Regions from separate parts of the Pan troglodytes genome. Here regions 2 and 3 are each linked to region 1. A link is a contact called in public Hi-C data. All regions are on one chromosome and are shown on one strand. The core of a region is the stretch at or near the end of the contact, and the rest is flanking DNA. Distances in the headings are between cores, read along the strand shown.

Region 1 (2,700 bases), core at 69-2,568:
AATGGAGACAACTTTCTGGGAAAATAAACATTTATTGCTCAAAGGTCTGTGGGTTTGAGTCCACCTTCACCTGCATGTTTAGCCATGGGAAGATCTCTAAGACAGCCATACTAAGAGTGTACCTGCCTGCCCTGGATGCCAGGAGGCCTTGAAGTCCAAAGCCAGCAGGGCTCCCTCCCTCTCAGCCATGGACCCCGGGGTCTTGCAGTGATACAGGTGGTGGCTGATTGCATCTATGAAGCCATTGAGGAATTATTAGTGTGAATATTTCATTTGGAAATGCACTGCCTAGGAACAGGCATGGTCCTAGGATGAGTTTCTATGAGGTCCTAGGATGACTTCCTTTGAGTGGAAGAGGTCTCCTAAATCTTGGGTGAAGAATGCCTGGGTGAGATAGGAAGGAGAGATACATTTTTTTTCCCTCTCCCTATAAAGAGGCCTGGATTTGAGAGCAGGAAAGAATGATTAGGAGTTCTGTGCATCCCAAGGCACCCTCCTGTGAAGGGAGCCTTAGAGATGGGTGTGGTGGGGCATGCTTGTAGTCCCAGCTACTAGGGAGGGTGAGGTGGGAACACTGATAGAGCCCAGGAGTTTGATGCCAGCCTGGGAGACATAGTGAGATCTTCCATCTCATTCAGGAAGGAAGGGAAGGAAGGGAAGGGAGGGAGGAAGGGAGGGAGGGAGGAAGGGAGGAAGGGAGGGAGGAAGGGAGGGAGGGAGGAAGGTAGGGAGGGAGGGAGGGAGGTAGGAAGGGAGGAAGGGAGGGAGGGAGGGAGGAAGGGAGGGAGGAAGGTAGGAAGGGAGGGAGGGAGGAAGGGAGGGAGGGAGGAAGGAAGGGAGGGAGGAAGGAAGGGAGGGAGGAAGGGAGGGAGGGAGGAAGGAAGGGAGGGAGGGAGGAAGGTAGGAAGGGAGGGAGGGAGGAAGGGAGGAAGGAAGGAAGGTTAGTTTTTCACCAAAATAAGAGGAAGTCATACTTAGCATAAAACTTTAATTTTTAACCTTCTGCTCTGTAGTGTCCTTAAATACCCAAAAGCTTCGGTGAAGCGTGCCGCACATCAGCCTGCAAGGCAGTGGGGTGAACAGGACGCTACAGGGTGGAGGGGGTATCTGTGTGAAGACCCAAGGGCGAGCTTCCAAGGGACCACTGGGACCCCAAAGGAAGCCCCTCTCTTCCTAGATACATCAGATGAAACAAACTCTTGAAAAGGTGAAAGGCAGCCGCTTTAATTACTTTGAAGTCCTCATGGAGTCCACAGCTACAGCTTTCAAAGGGGCAAAAAGGAACTAGTGTGCCGGCGGCAGGGGTTTGATGTGGTCCTCTTCCGCCACCTGTCGACAACATAGGCTCATTGCAGTTTCCTAATGTACCTACTTGCAACTGTTCAAGGTAGCATTTTCTCCATTCAAATTAAAATTGAGTCCACAGGGAAAATACTTATTCTTACAATTCTAGTTTAACTATTTTTTTGGTTCAACTAACCTTGATTTTTAGCTGTTAAAATAATATCATGGCCATGACAAGAAGGCAAAGTTCTGATATCTTTTTTCTTACGTTTGGTTAATGCTTTAGAATATATGGAGGCACTGAATAAGGTTTTCGTTGTTTCTCAGAAAACATTATCCCCTTAAAGGTGTTGAAGGCATTTTTGGAAAAGAAAGAGTGCACGAGTAACATTTGCAAACAGCAGAGTGGTAGCTTCTGCAGAATTAACATTGTGGAGCACCATGGGAAATATATGTTTAGGGAGAACACAGAAGACTGTCCATGTTACATGGGCCTGCACATTCACTGGAAGACTGAGATGCATCAGAACAATTGTTCATATCCTTTGATTCCATAATCCAATTTCAAGAATTTTCTTGCAAGAAAAGAATTTAAAACATGAAAAATGTAATATGGATGGTATTCTTCATAAGATTGTTTAATAGTCAACAATTGAAGAAAAGTTGAAGCTATGGCTCATTCAGAATATGGAATATTATAATTATTTTAACATGTAGTAATATGAAAACATGATGTCTAAGAAGATATAAAATATCTAACTAAAAATAGAAATATTTAATAAAGCTAGAAAAGAATACTAAAAATATTATAACTGAGTTACAGCGGTGGAGTTAAGGGTTTACAATGTTATATATACTAATGTTTTTGTTTTTCTAATTCCACAACAAATATAAAAATGCTTTATAGTAATACATTTACATGGTACAGAAGCATATAGAGTAAGAGGTAGAAGATCCCATTACCTTCCTGTCTTTCTTCTCCCTGTTAATAGATTGGTGTAAGTGCTTCACATCTTTGTCCTTGGAGTTACACACACACACACACGCACATGCATGCACACTTACACACACCCACACATGCACATATACATTATATATTATTTACAGGCATACCTCAGAGTTATTGTGGGTTTGATTCCAGACCCCCACAAGAAAACAAATATCTCAAGAAAATGAGTCACACACAAATTTTTTGGTTTCCCAGTGCATATAAAAGTTATGTTTATACTATACTATAGTTCATTATATGTGCAAGAGCATTATGTCTAAAAACCAATTATATATATAAATTTAAAAAATGGTTCATTGCTAAAAAACATGCTAATGGTCATCTGAGCCTTCAGCGAGTTGTAATCTTGCTCCTTGAGGGCCTTGCCTTGATGGTGGTAGTTGCTGAAGGCTAGGGTGGCTGGTGCA
Region 2 (2,716 bases), core at 37-2,536, 290 kb before region 1:
TCATCCATACTAGCCTCAGCAGTTATCAACACAAGGCCAATACTGTTTTATTCATACCAGTGGTTCTCAACTGGGGATGATTTTGCCCTGCGGAAGGTTATCTGACAAGGTCTGCAGACATTTTTGGTCTTCACAATTGGGATGTACTCCTGGTAGCTAGAGGGTAGAGGCCAGGGATGCTGCTAAACAGCATACAATGCCCAGGACAGCCCCCACAACGAACAATTTGCCCAGTCTAAAATGTCAATACAGCCCATACTGAGAAAGCTTGATTTACACCTTTTCCCTTGCTTCTCTCTATAATTATTTCAAAGAAAATATATGGTATAAAATTTCATCTGTAATTACCATTTATAGGTAGAAGCTATTACAATAAAACCCACAATATTGTCATTACAACTAATCTCTTTTTTTAACCCATTGCTAATCAGGTAACCTTAAACAACTCATATCTTACCATCCCAAAATATTCAGTCAGCGTTCAAATTTCCCTTGGGTATTTTTTTAAATACAGTGTTTAGTTCAGACGAGATCCATACATTGCATTTGGTAATATGTCCCTTATTTGTACTCGATAACGCCTTCCTTCTGCTTTTTATTTTTAAAATATTTTAAAATTAATTTTTTTTTGAGACAGGGTCTCCCTTTGTCTGTAGTCCCAGCTACTCGGGAGGCTGAGGCAGGAGAATCGCTTGAACCCGGGAGGCGGAGCTTGCAGTGAGCCCAGATCGCGCCACTGCACTCCAGCCTGGGTGACAGAGCGAGACTCCGTTTCAATTAAAAAAAAAAAAAAGAAACAAAGAAAAGGCTAGACGTAATTATTACCAAGGTGTTTCTGCTCCTTCAAATTGCAACAGCAGTTGTAATTTCAGTGCCTAGAACAGTAGTAATTGGCACGTATAAGGCGCTCAATGAATAGCTGCAGGATTAACTGATAATCGGTTGTCTCCTGAACAATTCCTACTGCACCACACCATAGTCAAAACACAAAAAGCCAAAATATAAAAGCCCCTAATACAACTACGAGTCCGTGGAGCCAGGGCTTTACACAAATATATGTCGTGTACTACATATTAATATATATGCACATACAATATTTTGTTCTTCCGGTGCTAACGACTAATGGAGGCAAATCTTTCTCCCTTTCGTAAAGGGCTAAAACTTTGCATTTTTAGGAAGTTCCAAGAGCAGGGTCGGAGGGGAGGGTCAAAGGGCACAGCCCGCAGAAAACCCCCACGGTCCTCAAGTATTCGCTACCGTTGACCGCGCAGGCGCAGGAAGGGGCGGGGCCGAGGGAAGAGGCGATTCGCGGGATCCAGAGGCCCCGCCCCTCGTGTGCGTCAGTTGGTCACGTGGTTGTTCGGAGCGGGCGAGCGGAGTTAGCAGGGCTTTACTGCAGGGCGCGCTGGGCACTCCAGCGACCGTGGGGATCAGCGTAGGTGAGCTGTGGCCTTTTGCGAGGTGCTGCAGCCATAGCTACCTGCGTTCGCTACGAGGATTGAGCGTCTCCACCCAGTAAGTGGGCAAGAGGCGGCAGGAAGTGGGTGCGCAGGGGCGCAAGGCGCACAGCCTCTAGACGACTCGCTTTCCCTCCGGCCAACCTCTGAAGCCGCGTCCTACTTTGACAGCTGCGGGGCCGCGGCCGGGGTAAGGGCGAAGGGGTTGTTGAACGGTCGCGGGAGCCGGGGCGGGGTTGGGAGGTGAGTCGAGGGACTGCCCCATTGGCTGGGTCGGTTTTGGCGCGCTCTCACTTCCGCGCTTCCTATTGGCTGGCTGGCGCAGTTCCCGAGGCGCGCGCCGCGGTTGGTAGGTTCGGACGCGCGGGGCCACACTGCCCGCCCCCTAGCCTGGCGCTGGGCCTCCGGGACAAGTTGGCTGGGTCCGGGCTTGGGGAGTGCAACGCGGGTAAGGGACTCAGCCTGGGCGTGCCAGCTGTGGGGATGAGGCGAAGCATCCATCCTCTTGGCAGTTAAGTGGCTGGTCCTGATCTGAGGGATCTGCAAATTTGGCTCATGGAAAGAGGTGGCTGAATCCTGCGTCTCCCATTAAACGGATACTGGCGTTGTTGATACGGGTTTCGCATGGACCCTGTCCTGTGCCAGGGTTTTTAATCTAGCTATTAAAGGATCTGGAGAATAACAAGCAAGTAAGGGTTGCAAGGTCGCTGACAGGCGTGGGAAACTTGTGAAGGATTAGAATGCTAAGTGGCTTTCAGCTTTTTTCACACTAAGGTACGTTTTACGTCGCAACCTAGGACACAGCTATCTAACCAAATGAGACGTTGATGGAAGCAATGTTTCTCGTCTCTTCAATTCCATTCTGTTCAGTTGCATTTTTCTAAGCAGTGTTGCTCATGACTCACTAAATAATTTCGAGATCATGGCCCGCGACCCGCAGTTTGAAGAACATTGCGTGGGGTCTGTTTACTGGGGCCCGAACACCATTTTCTTAACATGAAATAGAGTAGAAAATAGCAGGATGCCCGCACAAATTAGATTGTTTTGTTTTCTAAGCTTTTTTTTTTTTTGAGACGGAGTCTCGCTCTGTTGCCCAGGCTGGAGTGCAGTGGCAGGATCTCGGCTCACTGCCACCTCCACCTGTCCGGTTCAAGCGATACTCCTGCCTCAGCCTCCCGAGTAGCTGGGACTACAGACGAGCACCACCACGTCCGGCTAATTTTTGTATTTTTGGTAGAGATGGAGTTTCACCATATTGG
Region 3 (2,700 bases), core at 171-2,670, 340 kb before region 1:
TCCACCCCCCCAGGTCCCACCCCCACCCCTTGCCTTCAGCGGCAGCGACTCACTCGCACCACGGGAGACACAGGATCACTCAGGTTTTCACTCATTTCATCGTGGAAACAATTCCCGCCCGGGTGGAGTAGGCGGGAGAGGGTAAATGGGAAGGTTCAGTGGGGGAAAAAAAAGAAAATAATTGTGTTAATATTACTTCTAAAGTAAGCCCACCCACCCTCCCCCCAAAAAATTAAGTTCCCGGATTAGCTCTCTCACGTTGAACAGACCATGTTTCCAGAGTTTGAATTGTTTAGGGTGGGGTCGTCAGTTTGTTTCCCGAGGGGCAGGGGGTGGAATTGAGGCAGCTAGGGCGGGGTGGGTGACGGGGAAATCCCCTCCCTGTCCCCGCGGAGCCCGGGACTCACGGACGACTCTAGGGCGGGGTTTGGGCCCTCTAGCCGCAGCCTGCGGGCGGAGCGGTGGCGGCGGCGGAAGAGGCGGCGGCGGCGGGGGCGCTGCTGGTAGCACGGGCAGGAGCCATGTCAAGAGAAAACCACCAGCCAACTGAGCCCCTCCATCCCCGCTGCAGTGCGCACCGTGACTGGACCGCCCGCGCTGCTGCCGCCGCTCAGCCCCCACCTGGGACCCATAGTCTGGCTCGGCGCCCTGGGCGGCAACGGAGGAGAAGGACGCGGAGACAGCAGCAACAGGGAGAGAAAAAGAAAAAGAGGAAAAACAAAGAGAAAGATGGGGAGTTGGATTGGTACTGGCGGCGGAGGGGAAAGGGAAAGGAAGCCCTGCGCTAACGGTCAGCAAAGTAACCCCCCAAAATAAAGTTATTTCAGTTCAAGCATCTGCTCTTGAGTCTTTTTTCCCCCTACAGTCGGATTCCGGCTCTCAGGAAAGGTCGAGGAGACCCGGAGGGGGGAAAAGCCGAAGCGGTTGGTGAGCGTCCGCGGCGGTACTGCCTCGTTCCCCCCCCCGCCGGTGGCTGCAGAAGCGGCGAAGGCCTCGGGCGCCTCCCGGGTCCGGGGCAGAGTCGCGTTTGAGAAAAGAAGCGAGAACAAACAACTTAAAATGGCAGCGACGGCCGCTGCGTCACCCGCCTCTCACCGGCACCGCCCCGGTGTGACTGCGACTGCGCGCCCTGCGGGACCCCACCATTTGCGCAGAATCAAAGGGGGAGAAAGGATTAGAGGTGGGAAAGTTTTCAAGGTTACCGAAAAAGCGGAAAACAGATCAAGAGTACGGAATAGGGACAGGTCTTTTAAAAGTGGAGTCTTTGAATTTAACCTCTCCATTTCAGTAATCGCCCCTCAAAAGGGGAGTTTGAGAGTTGAGACTCCTCTCTCCTCCAGTATGGAGTATCCAAGGGGCGTGGAAAGGGGGCTCCCCGCCACTCCTTCCGCCCCCCCTTCTTCAGGAAGTCCCAGTCTCCTGAGTTGGCTCTTCGCCCCGCCCCGATGTCGTCATAAAAGCACGTCCTCAACCATCCTCAACAAAACACCCGGATGGAGTCGCACTTCCCGAGTCTCGTCAGCCTCTCAGAGTCAGGCTGGGCGCGGGACAGAGCCGAACTAGCAACCTGGGCGGGCCAAAACTGCGGAAGTCGGCGGAGAGTGGGCGAGGGTAGGGGCGGAGCAAAGAAGGAAAAGGAAAGTGTGTGTTGGAGATTGGAAGATTCTTATTTCGATTCTTATAATTAGTTAGTCCTGGGGGTCGGCCCCGCGGTATCCTGCGGCAACAAATCTAGAACTCAATTCGACACCTGGAATTTAAACGGCGTGCGGGAGCAGATGTCTCATGTTAGTGCTAATTGCCTCTGTCCCCACCCCGCCACGTGCGCAGGCAGGGAGGGCGGTCCTCAAGCTTCGAACAAGGTCAAAGACGCTGTTCAGACGTTGCTGCTGTGGCTTAGGAGAGGAGCAGCCCAGTCTGACTCGTGGATTTTTACCCACTGCTGTCAGAACACACTTTCTGTTAGAATCCCCCAAGACCTCAGACCTACAGCCTGCCCTTTAGGTGGTTCACTGTCTTCATCGAAACGTTTGCCGCCGAATCGCACGTCCTTGGCACCAAAAAGCGTTGAGTCCATTTTTCAAAGCTCTAATGTGCTCTTTAAAACACAGTTATGTTAAGTACTTAGCAAAGGTCAATACTCCACATAAGCAATGCTTTTATATTCATTGGCTACTCTGAGATTTTAGAAGTCCATTGGGACCCCAATTACTACTTTTCACTTCGTGAAGTCAAAACAGATCAGCTGTAATAACATTATTTCAGCCATGAGCCAAAAGAATAACTGGTACCCACCCTTCAATATAAATTGTCCAGAACCAAAGGATGAGAGTCCTGAGATTTCCAAATAACTTCTAATCTCGGAAGATACAGCTTGCATTTTGCTAGTGCTTTGCTGATTTGTTTTCAAAATCATGTAACCATGGAAAGCTCACAGAGATAAAACAGAAAATGTCACGTAGTTTAGAGCGTTGGTTTAAAAAAGAAAGATTTTTAAAAGTAAGCCGAGCATGGTGGCTCACGCCTGTAATCCCAGCACTTTGGGAGACCGAGGCAGGCGGATCACCTAAGGTCAGGAGTTCGAGACCAGCCTGGCCAACATGGTGAAACCTCGTCTCTACTGAAAATACTAAAATCAGCCTGGCTTGGTGGCAGGCGCCTGCAGTCCCAGCTACTCGAGAGGCTGAGGCAGGAGAATCG

What was found. A called contact is a pair of places that touch in the nucleus more often than the background predicts.
Region 2: a Hi-C map of stem cell-derived neural progenitor cells shows a contact between it and region 1, with 2.8 times the contacts expected there. The contact joins the promoter of GMNN here to the enhancer-like site in region 1. A contact is called at or near these places in 1 of 7 Hi-C or Micro-C datasets (stem cell-derived neural progenitor cells) and 1 of 1 datasets of contacts at active chromatin or transcription factors (stem cell-derived excitatory neurons).
Region 3: a Hi-C map of stem cell-derived neural progenitor cells shows a contact between it and region 1, with 4 times the contacts expected there. The contact joins the promoter of C6H6orf62 here to the enhancer-like site in region 1. A contact is called at or near these places in 1 of 7 Hi-C or Micro-C datasets (stem cell-derived neural progenitor cells) and 1 of 1 datasets of contacts at active chromatin or transcription factors (stem cell-derived excitatory neurons).

Annotation. Positions count from the first base shown.
Region 1 is chr5:31,036,648-31,039,347 of NHGRI_mPanTro3-v2.0_pri, forward strand. No RefSeq gene overlaps it. Among named protein-coding and RNA genes, the nearest start is that of RIPOR2, 29 kb to the left of the region's middle. Within about 2 kb of position 1,319, at least 1 of the 24 cell types and tissues checked has an H3K27ac peak or open chromatin away from gene starts, as enhancers often do. A contact at or near this core is called in stem cell-derived neural progenitor cells, where this site is marked.
Region 2 is chr5:30,746,029-30,748,744 of NHGRI_mPanTro3-v2.0_pri, forward strand. GMNN (geminin DNA replication inhibitor) reads left to right here and starts at 1,287. Exons shown (of 7, transcript XM_001171928.6): 1 at 1,287-1,647.
Region 3 is chr5:30,692,463-30,695,162 of NHGRI_mPanTro3-v2.0_pri, forward strand. C6H6orf62 (chromosome 6 C6orf62 homolog) reads right to left here and starts at 1,421. Exons shown (of 5, transcript XM_009450597.5): 1 at 1-1,421.